Regions from separate parts of the Sus scrofa genome. Here region 1 is linked to region 2. Evidence: chromatin contacts called from public Hi-C data. All regions are on one chromosome and are shown on one strand. Each heading gives the region's core, a stretch centred on a gene start, on an enhancer-like site or on the middle of the called end of the contact. The rest is flanking DNA. Distances are from core to core; before and after follow the strand shown. Region 1 holds the start of TYRO3 (tyrosine-protein kinase receptor TYRO3). Region 2 has its middle 44 kb from the start of TYRO3.

Region 1 (4,406 bases), core at 1,708-4,207, 45 kb before region 2:
TTTTCAGAGTGTGGTCCCTTCTAGGAATTTACTTTCTGCTTCATCCTCAACTGGATAAGGAGTGGCATTGTTTCTGGTGTAGGAAGTTCAGGCAAGAAGTGTTTGGCAGGTACAACAACTGGCCCCAGTGCCCCTGACATCATATCTGTAAGGTAGTTTTCCCCTAACCCCAAAGCTGTGGACTCCCTGCCTTCTCTAAGGTGATGAGGAACACGGCCTGCAGCCTGCCCCATTCCTTACATGGAACTTCCCAACTCTTACCTCTTTAACCAGTAGCTGGGAAAGAATATAGTCTTGGTCACAGGGCCAGCAAGACTGCTGTGACCCCATGAATTACCTTGGTCCCCCACCACTCCCTGAGATGGGGACAGAAAGAGGAGTCCTAACTCTAAGAAAGCTGAAGCAAGCTATTTCCTAAGACTGCTAGAAGTTGCCATTGAGAAGTTCTGCTGCCATGGGCAGGTGGGTTTTCTTTCCTATTTTGTCTTTGTCTTCTCTCTTTTTCTTTTTTGGCTGCCCCTAGGCATGTGGAGTTTCCAGGCCAGCGATCAAATCCAAACAGCAGTTTTGACCTAAGATACAACTGGGGCAACTCCAGATCCTTAACCCGCTGTGCTGGGCCGGATATCGAATCTGAGTCCCAGTGCTCCCAGGATGCTGCCGATCCCATTGCACCACAGCAGGAACTCCTATCCTTGTCTTCTCTATATACCTGGCCTCCTAGGACAGTTGTGGATTATAAAAGGCAGAGATTGGGCAGATATGTATTTCACATGATGATGCCAAAGCCCAAGCTATCTCCACCCATAATAAGGGGCTGCTCTTGGCCCTTCCTCTCCCCTGGGAGAGATCATAGCTGGCTCTGGTTCTGTTCTGAGGACAGGAATTCCTGGGACAGCTGCTCATGCATTAGGTCAAATACATTTCCTGTAGATTTGATTAGTTTCCTTCCAAGCAATGCATTTACCAAAGGAAGGGAGATTTTTGCAGGCATGTATTTGCACAGGCAGCCAACCTCCTCCAGTCACACACACACACACACACACACACACACACACACACACACACACACACATATCTTCTCCCCATCCACCCACAAAGCGCCAGTCACATTTAGAGTTTGCACAAATGCACACCCTCCCTCATACATCACAATGCACACCCTCTCACCCACCTACACACCTCTTCCACAAAATCACACCTGCTCACATACCCTTAAAGTATATTCCCGGAGAGAGAGAAAGATGGGGGAGATGGGTAAGAAGAGTGGGTTGTGAGGGCTTGGGAAGGCAAGCACTCTATGTAGGAGCTGGAAAGTCAGAAGACCAGGAAGCCTCAGTTCTCCCTACCCTGCAAGTAGAAATGCTAAGAATTGAGATGCATTCAGTAGCAGGGATTGAGGAGGCAGGCAGTCAGGGCTCCAGGCCCCACATGGTCAGTGTGCTGCCCCAGGGTGACAGTGATGTGCCTCAGGCCTGCAGCTGAGGTAGGAAGTTTGTCAACTCTGTGAGTGGAGAATGCAGAGGTATCCATGACATGTGCCAGAAGCCCATTTTGCTTAATGGCAAAGGATGGTCCTTGGCCTGGGATTCTCATCAGAGTTCAGGAAATGATGAGGGGTGGGGCTGTGGAGATGAGGGAAGAAAAGGAAGTGAAAGGCAGGGGTTTGGGCTCTAGGTTCGACATCCTCTGGGAGAGGTCTTTTCAGTATCAGCCAGAGTCAACAGTTTCCTTTCCCTAGAAACTTGAAGTCCCCTCCAGAGAGGAGAGGTGGGGGGTGGGGGAGGACCTTGAGAAGTGTGGAGGGCTCAAGTGCAGGGCTGCAGCAGCCAAACTGCCGCAGTAGCTGGGGCCCCAGTGAATCTGGCTTCAGCCCCAGATTGTTGTCTGCCTGCCCTGATCCAACCAAGCCTAAGCTCAGAAGCTGTGGATTCTGGAACGGAGCAAGACTTTTCCTTTGGGAAAGAGTCCTGAAGCCAACCCACAGTGCCCAAGAAAATTGCTAAAGGAAGACACCCAGGCCCCGGCCATCCAGTTCTGACAGCCCTTCTCCCTGTGCTGCCACCAGGGGGCGCCCCCAGCTGGGTCCAAGGCTGCTGCCAGCACTGCTGTTGTTGTTATCATTAGTATAATTAATAAACAAGCACTGATGCTGGCCAAGAGGAGGAATAGGCAGGCCCTTGCTGCTCAGAAGGAGAATCCCTGGAAAGATCCAATGAGGCTGCAGAGAAATGGAAGTGTGGCGGTGGGGGATGCTGGGTGGCTTGTCTCTCCTCCCCACTCAAGACTTCTGGGAACAGCCTTCTGGAGTAGGCGCCAGGGGACCAGTAGAGGCAAGGGCAAGAGGAGGGGAACATTTGGTAGGCTGGATTTGGAACCAGTTCTGTATCTGCCTGACAGGATGTCTGTGGGCACAGCCACCCCCTTGATTACTCGCTGTGGGGCAGGCCAAGCTCTGAGGCAATTATTCATTCATTTAACAAGGCATCTGTCTGTTTACTTATGGAGTGCCTACTGTGTGCAAGGTGGACAACCAATAATAGCTAGTATTTTTCCTGGATATTGTGAGGGCATACCCAACTTTCACACCACATCCTGAGAGATGGAGGCTAGAAGCAGAGGAAGCAACTAGGAAGAATGAGCGCCCCAAAGAAACAGGCCACTGGGCTTTGACTTATGTACTGTAGCCGTGGGGATTGCAGATAAAACCTGAGAATTACCAAGATCTTGGAAAACTCAAGACGGAAGGCCCGAAGTCATGGAGATAAAGGGGTGGGAAATGGAGTATGCATAGGGGGAATATAGGTGAAAGGCTCATCAAAGAGGCATGAAAGTGTCCTAGTAGATCCAGTGGGGGGAGCACTGAGTCGCGACAATTTCAGGAGGCCCGATGGTTGGGAGTATTCAGGGGATTGAGGTACTTTCTGTCCTGAGAAGAGGATGCTGGGTTCTGGCATCAGAGTGTGGAGAAAAGTTGGGGTGCGCGGTAGAGGCTTCTAGCAAAATTTCGAAGGAAGGATCAGTGTGTTGGGTTTGAGAAGATGCTGGAGTGTATTTAGGGGAAGGAGGGGCGTGGCTGGGGTGCCCATCCAGAGGACCGAACCAGATCCTCGGATTCGGCATTGGGGTAGCTGGGCCAGGGGGTGCCAGCCGGGTCTGCGGAGGTCTGTGGGTGGAGGTCGGCTGGAGACCGTGCTGGCAGCCGCGGGTTTGGCGCTCGGAGCGAGCCGCCCGGGGCTCCGCGGGGGGGCGGTACGAGCTCGGGCTGCGGGCGGGCGGGCCGGGGAGGAGGCGGCGGCTCCGAGAACATGAATCAGCGGCGGCGGCGGCGGCGACGGCGGCGACGGCTGTGGAAGGAGCGCGGTGGCCCAGGAGCGGCCCCGGGGACCCTGTGCGGCTGACGGCCGCCGCGGCGACTCGCAGCGGGCGCGGGTCTCGGAGCGCGGCCCCAGCGCCGCCCCCCGCCCTCCCGCTGCCCTCCCCCACCTCGCCGCTCCTCCTCTCCTCCCTCCTCCCTCGTCGCTCGCGGGCCGGGCCCGGCATGGTGCGGCGTCGCCGCCGATGGCGCTGAGGCGGAGCATGGGGCGGTCGGGGCTCCTGCCGCTGCCGCTGCCGCCGCCGTCGCCGCCGCTGCTGCTGCTGCTGCTGCTGGCGGGTCTGGCCGCGCTGCTGCTCCCGGAGTCCGCGGCCGCAGGTAGGGGCTGGCTCGGGGGGACGGCGGAAAGCGGGGTCTGCGGAGGGGCGCGGCTGGGGTCGGAGCCCGGGGACAGCAGCCGGGCGAACCCCGGGCCTGGGCGGGCCGGAGATTTGGGCTGGGGGACCCAAGCTGGAAGGCCGAGGCTCGGGCACTGGGGGGAGGGGGCGCAGCCGGGTGTTCGCACCTGGATCTGTGGTCGGGGCCCCCGCCCCCAACTTTCTCGCGTCCGGGGCTCTTCTGTCGGGGTGGAAGGGAGAGGAGTAGGGCAGAGCGCTGAGTGGTCAGCGGGGGGTGTTTGGGACAGGATTTTCCCGCCTCGATGTTCCTAGTTGTTTGCTTTTCCCTCCCGGGACTGGGGACTCCATTCTGCCTGCCCCACACACGAAGGTCTCACTCTGAAGCCACAGGGGCTGGGGCTGAGCACCACAGGCACCCTTACATCATGTCGGTACAGGGGCTGTGAGATTACCTAGTCACAGAAAACACCTGGGCATACTCTAGTCCCTGTGCTCACTCCGAGCTTCCTGAAACCAAGCATGTTGGAGTGGCTGCACTGGTCTTTGCTTAGCCTTGCTTCCCACATAGCCACTGAGGCATTTGCCAGTGGCAGGAAGTGCTTCTTGTAGCACCCGGGATCCCCAAGTTCACATTACACACCCCTGGGACTGCTGGGCGGGTATCGGCTGTGAGGCTACCCCTCCTTGCCCTG
Region 2 (4,990 bases), core at 2,300-4,799:
GGGAGACTAGCAGAGCTGAGTGGCTTTGCTGCATTCTCCTGCCCCCAGACTGGCAGAGGGGGTTCAGAGGTTGAGATGCCAGAAGCTCTTTGAAGGCAGTTTATCTCTCTCTTGAGTTTTCCCTCTTTTTCTTCTGCTTTGTTTTCTTTTTGTCCTGCTTGACCCTGGATAAGCCACTAAATCTTTCAGAATCTTCTGCGTCTATAAAATAGAGATAAGAACACTTTCTCTGGCCTTTTCACCAGAATACTGTCAAGATCAAATCAGCTCTCATTTATAAAAGTGCTTTGTATATTGCAAATTACTATACAAATTTTTTTTTTCCTTTTTTTGTCTTTTTGCCATTTCTTGGGCCGCTCCCGCGGCATATGGAGGTTCCCAGGCTAGGGGTCGAATCGGAGCTGTAGTCGCCAGCCTACACCAGAGCCACAGCAACATGGGATCCGAGCCGCATCTGCGACCTACACCACAGCTCATGACAACGCTGGATCCTTAACCCACTGAGCAAAGCCAGGGACCGAACCCGCAACCTCATGTTTCCCAGTCGGATTCGTTAACCACTGCGCCACGAATGGGAACTCCAACAAATGTTAAATGTGATGGCTATAGCCTAGGATGAAATTGCTTTCCCCAAAACACAAGCTTTCTCCGTCCCTCACTATGACTGTCAGGAATGGTCTTATTTGTATGATTTCAGAATTTCCCAAACCCTGGGCCAGCAGGAAATGTTGATGAGAACTTGGAAAACAACTGCTGGATCACTGGATTGACATGAAGTCTGTCCTTTCAATGGGTCTTATTTTCTGCTCTATGGGCAGTGATCCCCCTCCAATATTCACAGCTCACACTTTTGTTCTCCCTTCATTCAGTTAAGCAGGTATTCCAGGACCAAATTCCCTAAGAGCTATAGATTCTGCATATCTATTTAGAATAAATCTCTACATATCTATTTAGAATAAGTCTACATATATATATATATTTTTTGTCTTTTGAGGACCACACCCGCAGCATATGGAGGTTCCTGGGCTAGGGGTCAAATTGGAGCTGTAGCCGCTGGCCTACTTCACAGCCACAGCAACCCCAGATCTGAGCCACATCTGTGACTTACATCACAGCTCACGGCAATGCTGGATCCTTAACCCACTGAGCAAGGCCAGGGATCGAACCTGAAACCTCATGGTTCCTAGTTGGATTCATTTCTGCTGCGCCACGATGGGAAGTCCTACATATCTATTTAGAATAAGGCTCTGCATATTTAGAGTAAGTTTACTTGGGCCTAGAACATCTGGACCCTACATAAATACTGAGAGAGAGAGAGTGTGTATGTGTGTGTGTAGGGGGATGAACTTGAAAATGCTATAGGAATAAATAATGGAAGAGCAAGAGATTATAGTGAGATAACGCTAAACCAGTAGGAGAGGGAAACAGGAAAGGTGAATAAGAAAATAAAAGCTGCTCTCTGGTAGAGATGTAAAGATCAAAAATCTATCTAGAGCAGTTCCCATCGTGGCTCAGTGGTAACGATACCGACTAGTAACCATGATTACAAGGTTCAATCCCTGGCCTTGCTCAGTAGGTTAGGGAACCAGTGTTGCCACAAGCTGTGTCTTAGGTTGCAGATGTGGCTTGGATCTGGTGTTGCTGTGATATAGGCTGGCAGCTGTAGCTCCTATTTGACCCCTAGCCTGGGAACATCCATATGCCACTGGTCTTGCCCTAAAAAGACAAACAAACAAACAAACAAGCAAACAAAAAAAACCTATGTAGATAAGCAGTGACAATGAGGGAGTGAAACACGACTTAAAACTCAAGAGGAGGATTGTAGTCTGTTCAAGGAGCAAAAGGAGTGGGCGAAATGAAACTGACAGCACTAACGGCCTGAAGCTAACCAGAACATGAGCTGGGACTTGAATTGACTCAACCCAGCCAAAACCCAGATTGGGACTTGAACCCACAGTTTTAAATTAGAATCACTTACCCTGTGTCTGGAGTCACTGAGGTTCAGGTTCTTCATGTCTCCGTGCAGAAGGAATTCAGGGAGAGACAAAGTAATAGGCAAGAAATAGATTTATTAAGATAGGACGCTTGTGAGAGAAGCAAGTGGGCAGGCGTGGAAGCTCTGCCCCCAGGATCCAGTGGGCTACAGTTTTATCATCCAAGGGGAGTGGGGGTCAGAAAAGACTACCTCTTCCTTTCTGGGAGTAGTAGCTCCTCCTTGGTATCAGGTGAGGTGTGTATTCAAATTAGCAGAAGACCGTCCTCAAACTCCTGCCCTTGGTCTGAAGCTGAATGCAGGCCTCATCCCATCCCCCACCTAACAAAATGAGGCATTTCTCACACCTCCATTAATCAAGCAAGCCTGCCTGTGCTGATGGCTTCCTTGAGCAGTCATTAACTTACAGTGATCAGGAGTTCCCGATGTGGGGCAGCAGAAACGAATCCGACTAGGAACCATGAGGTTGCGGGTTTGATCCCTGGCCTCACTCAGTGAGTTAAAGATCTGGCGTTGCCATGAGTTGTGGTGTAGGTCGCAGATGCGGCTCAGGTCCTGCTTTTCTGTGGCTGTGGTGTAGGCCAGCAGCTGTACACCACAGACTGGGAACCTCCATATGCCACAGATGCAGCCCTGAAAAGCAAAACAAACAAACAAACCCCAAAACCCAAATAACTTACAGTGATCTTCCAATGTCCCCTTATCTATGGTCCTTTATTGGAACTTCTAAAACTACCTGTGCCGACTCCATCCTATCAGAAAGATAGACTTTTAGAATCTGTAGGTTTCATGTTCTGTTAGGAGAGGCAGGATCTTGGTGAGACTGTATGAAATCTTGAAAAGACTTGCAGATAGCTTAAGGTCAGTTGGCATGATCACAAGTTATCCTCAATCTGTGATTTCCTTGTGCGTGTGGATGCATGATATCTAGCTCTGATTAGAAATAGTAATTAGAAGATGACCTCCTTCTGTTATAAGAGATTACTTGCTCCTGTGTGTGGAGCCCCAAGGACTGGCTGCACAATGTTTTGCTGTTCAGGTAATGGCTTCGACTGTCTTTTTTTTTTTTTTTTTTTGGTCTTTTTGTCTTTTCAGGACCACACCTGCGGCATATGGAGGTTCCCAGGCTAGGGGTCTAATTGGACCTGTAGCCTCTGACCTACACCACAGTCACAGCAGCGCCAGATCCTTAACCCGCTGAGCGAGGGCAGGGATCAAACCCGCAATTTCATGGTTCCTAGTCAGATTTGTTTCTGCTGCGCCATGACGGGATCGCCTGGCTTTGACTGTCTAAACTCAAGTCAGCTGTAGTGCAGACATGGCTGATCTTTCCCAGCCTTTACACAGTGTGCTTAGAAAAACTGGGCTTCTCTTCCAGGAAAGGAGTAGATGTTGATATTCAGCACTCCTCTCAGGACTGGCCACAAAGAATGAAGACGCAGGTCAAACTTATCCATCAGTCCTTCTGAACTGACCTTCCCTGGAGGTCTCCCAACTGCCCAGTTTAGTTCTCCTTCCTCCTTCCTCACTGTAAGGAATGTCTTCCCTCCATATCCACCAGGAGGAGTCAGAGAGCACGCCCGCCTCTGTGGAGCTGGAGGCCCTGCTTTGGAGGGGATCGTAAGACTCCTCCCACCTCCTTCCCCCGTCGGCATAAGCAGAGGTTAGCGAGCATCAAGTCTGTTTCCCAGAGCGGGGAGGAGGATAATGAGGGAAGGCAGACAGCATATCCAAATGCACTTCCAAAACGAAAATGATTTCTGTGACACATGGTGCTACTGAGGGAGAGGTGATGACAGCCTCCTCCCATTTCAGGAACAGCTCCCAGAGTTGTCTGTAGGCGGATTCACATGACACATTCTTAAGCCCGGTTCCATTCTGTGTTGTGTTTGCTCCTTGTTCACATTTTAGGAACAATGGATCTCTACATCTTTCTGAGTCTGATTCTCAATTGGTTGTCTAGCGGTATATCCAGGCTGCTTCACTTGCCAAGCATGTGTGCCAGTATTTATCCTTTTCGAGTCATGAAACCTCAGCAATCCAGCTTTACCGGTGCATGTGAGCTAGAATACTGAATTGTGTGAATGTTGCTACTTCAAGAGAATTGTAATTAGGAAGTTGGGTGTTCCTCACAATATTTTGAGGTGAAAATATACTAATGCATATTGCTGGAGGAAGTAATACTAGTGATGCAGATTTGCCTGATAACTATTCTAAATCCAATTTGCCTTTTTGTGAGATAAAATTTGGGCCGTGGCATTTTTTGATTGATGTGTCTATATGAGGAGGTTTTTGGCTTTTTAGTACTGCTGCTTTTCTGTTCTCACTCTGCTAAGAATCTTTGCCAACATTACCACTGACATTTGAGGAAGAGAATAGAGACAGTTTGGCTTCTTGTAAATTCTTCTGTTCCCTTGGTGATGTAAATAATTATGGAAGCATATAAAAAGTTTTTAGCAAATTCGAATCTGCTTTTGGAAAAGCAGGTTTGTTACCTGTGGTAAGGGCTACAGAAACAACCTCAGCAAGATATTCTGTTTCTCTTGAACGCACTGTAAGTTAGAAAATCTTCCTTGGAATGTAGGGCCTACTGAGATGCCCATTCCACACCGATATAAAACATACGTTTTATAGGGTTCAGTAAAGTTATGCAGGTGTGTGGTCAGTCAGAATAAATCTCTGCCATCTTCAGCTTTACTAGGAGAATCCTGCCCATTGGGCAGACCCAGAGCTGAGGAACTTGAAAGGAGGGGCTGAACCACCTAAAACTGAGTGATTCTTAATTGTGGAATCCTCCATCTGAGAGTTTTTTATGTGGGGGAAGAGGGCACTTCTCCCCTGGAAGAGGTCTCACTTGAATTGCACCCTCAGTACCATACATTTCACTTTGACTAGTCTAAACGTTCTTAATGTTCTTCAAGTTCCCCATCCCCCTTTCTCCTTCCTTCCTCACCACTTCCTCTTTCAGTCTTGGCAAATCCCCTCCCTCCCTTCTAC

The links. Hi-C and Micro-C count contacts between places; a contact is called where the count stands out from the background.
Region 1: a contact with region 2 is called in a Hi-C map of brain, with 5 times the contacts expected there. The contact joins the promoter of TYRO3 here to the enhancer-like site in region 2. A contact is called at or near these places in 4 of 47 Hi-C or Micro-C datasets (brain, heart right ventricle, liver and 1 more) and 1 of 2 datasets of contacts at active chromatin or transcription factors (skeletal muscle).

What each region holds. Positions count from the first base shown.
Region 1 is chr1:129,827,946-129,832,351 of Sscrofa11.1, reverse strand. It overlaps TYRO3 (tyrosine-protein kinase receptor TYRO3), which reads left to right and starts at 2,957. Exons shown (of 19, transcript XM_021097401.1): 1 at 2,957-2,979.
Region 2 is chr1:129,782,875-129,787,864 of Sscrofa11.1, reverse strand. No RefSeq gene overlaps it. Among named protein-coding and RNA genes, the nearest start is that of TYRO3, 44 kb to the left of the region's middle. Within about 2 kb of position 3,549, at least 28 of the 83 cell types and tissues checked have an H3K27ac peak or open chromatin away from gene starts, as enhancers often do. A contact at or near this core is called in brain and skeletal muscle, where this site is marked.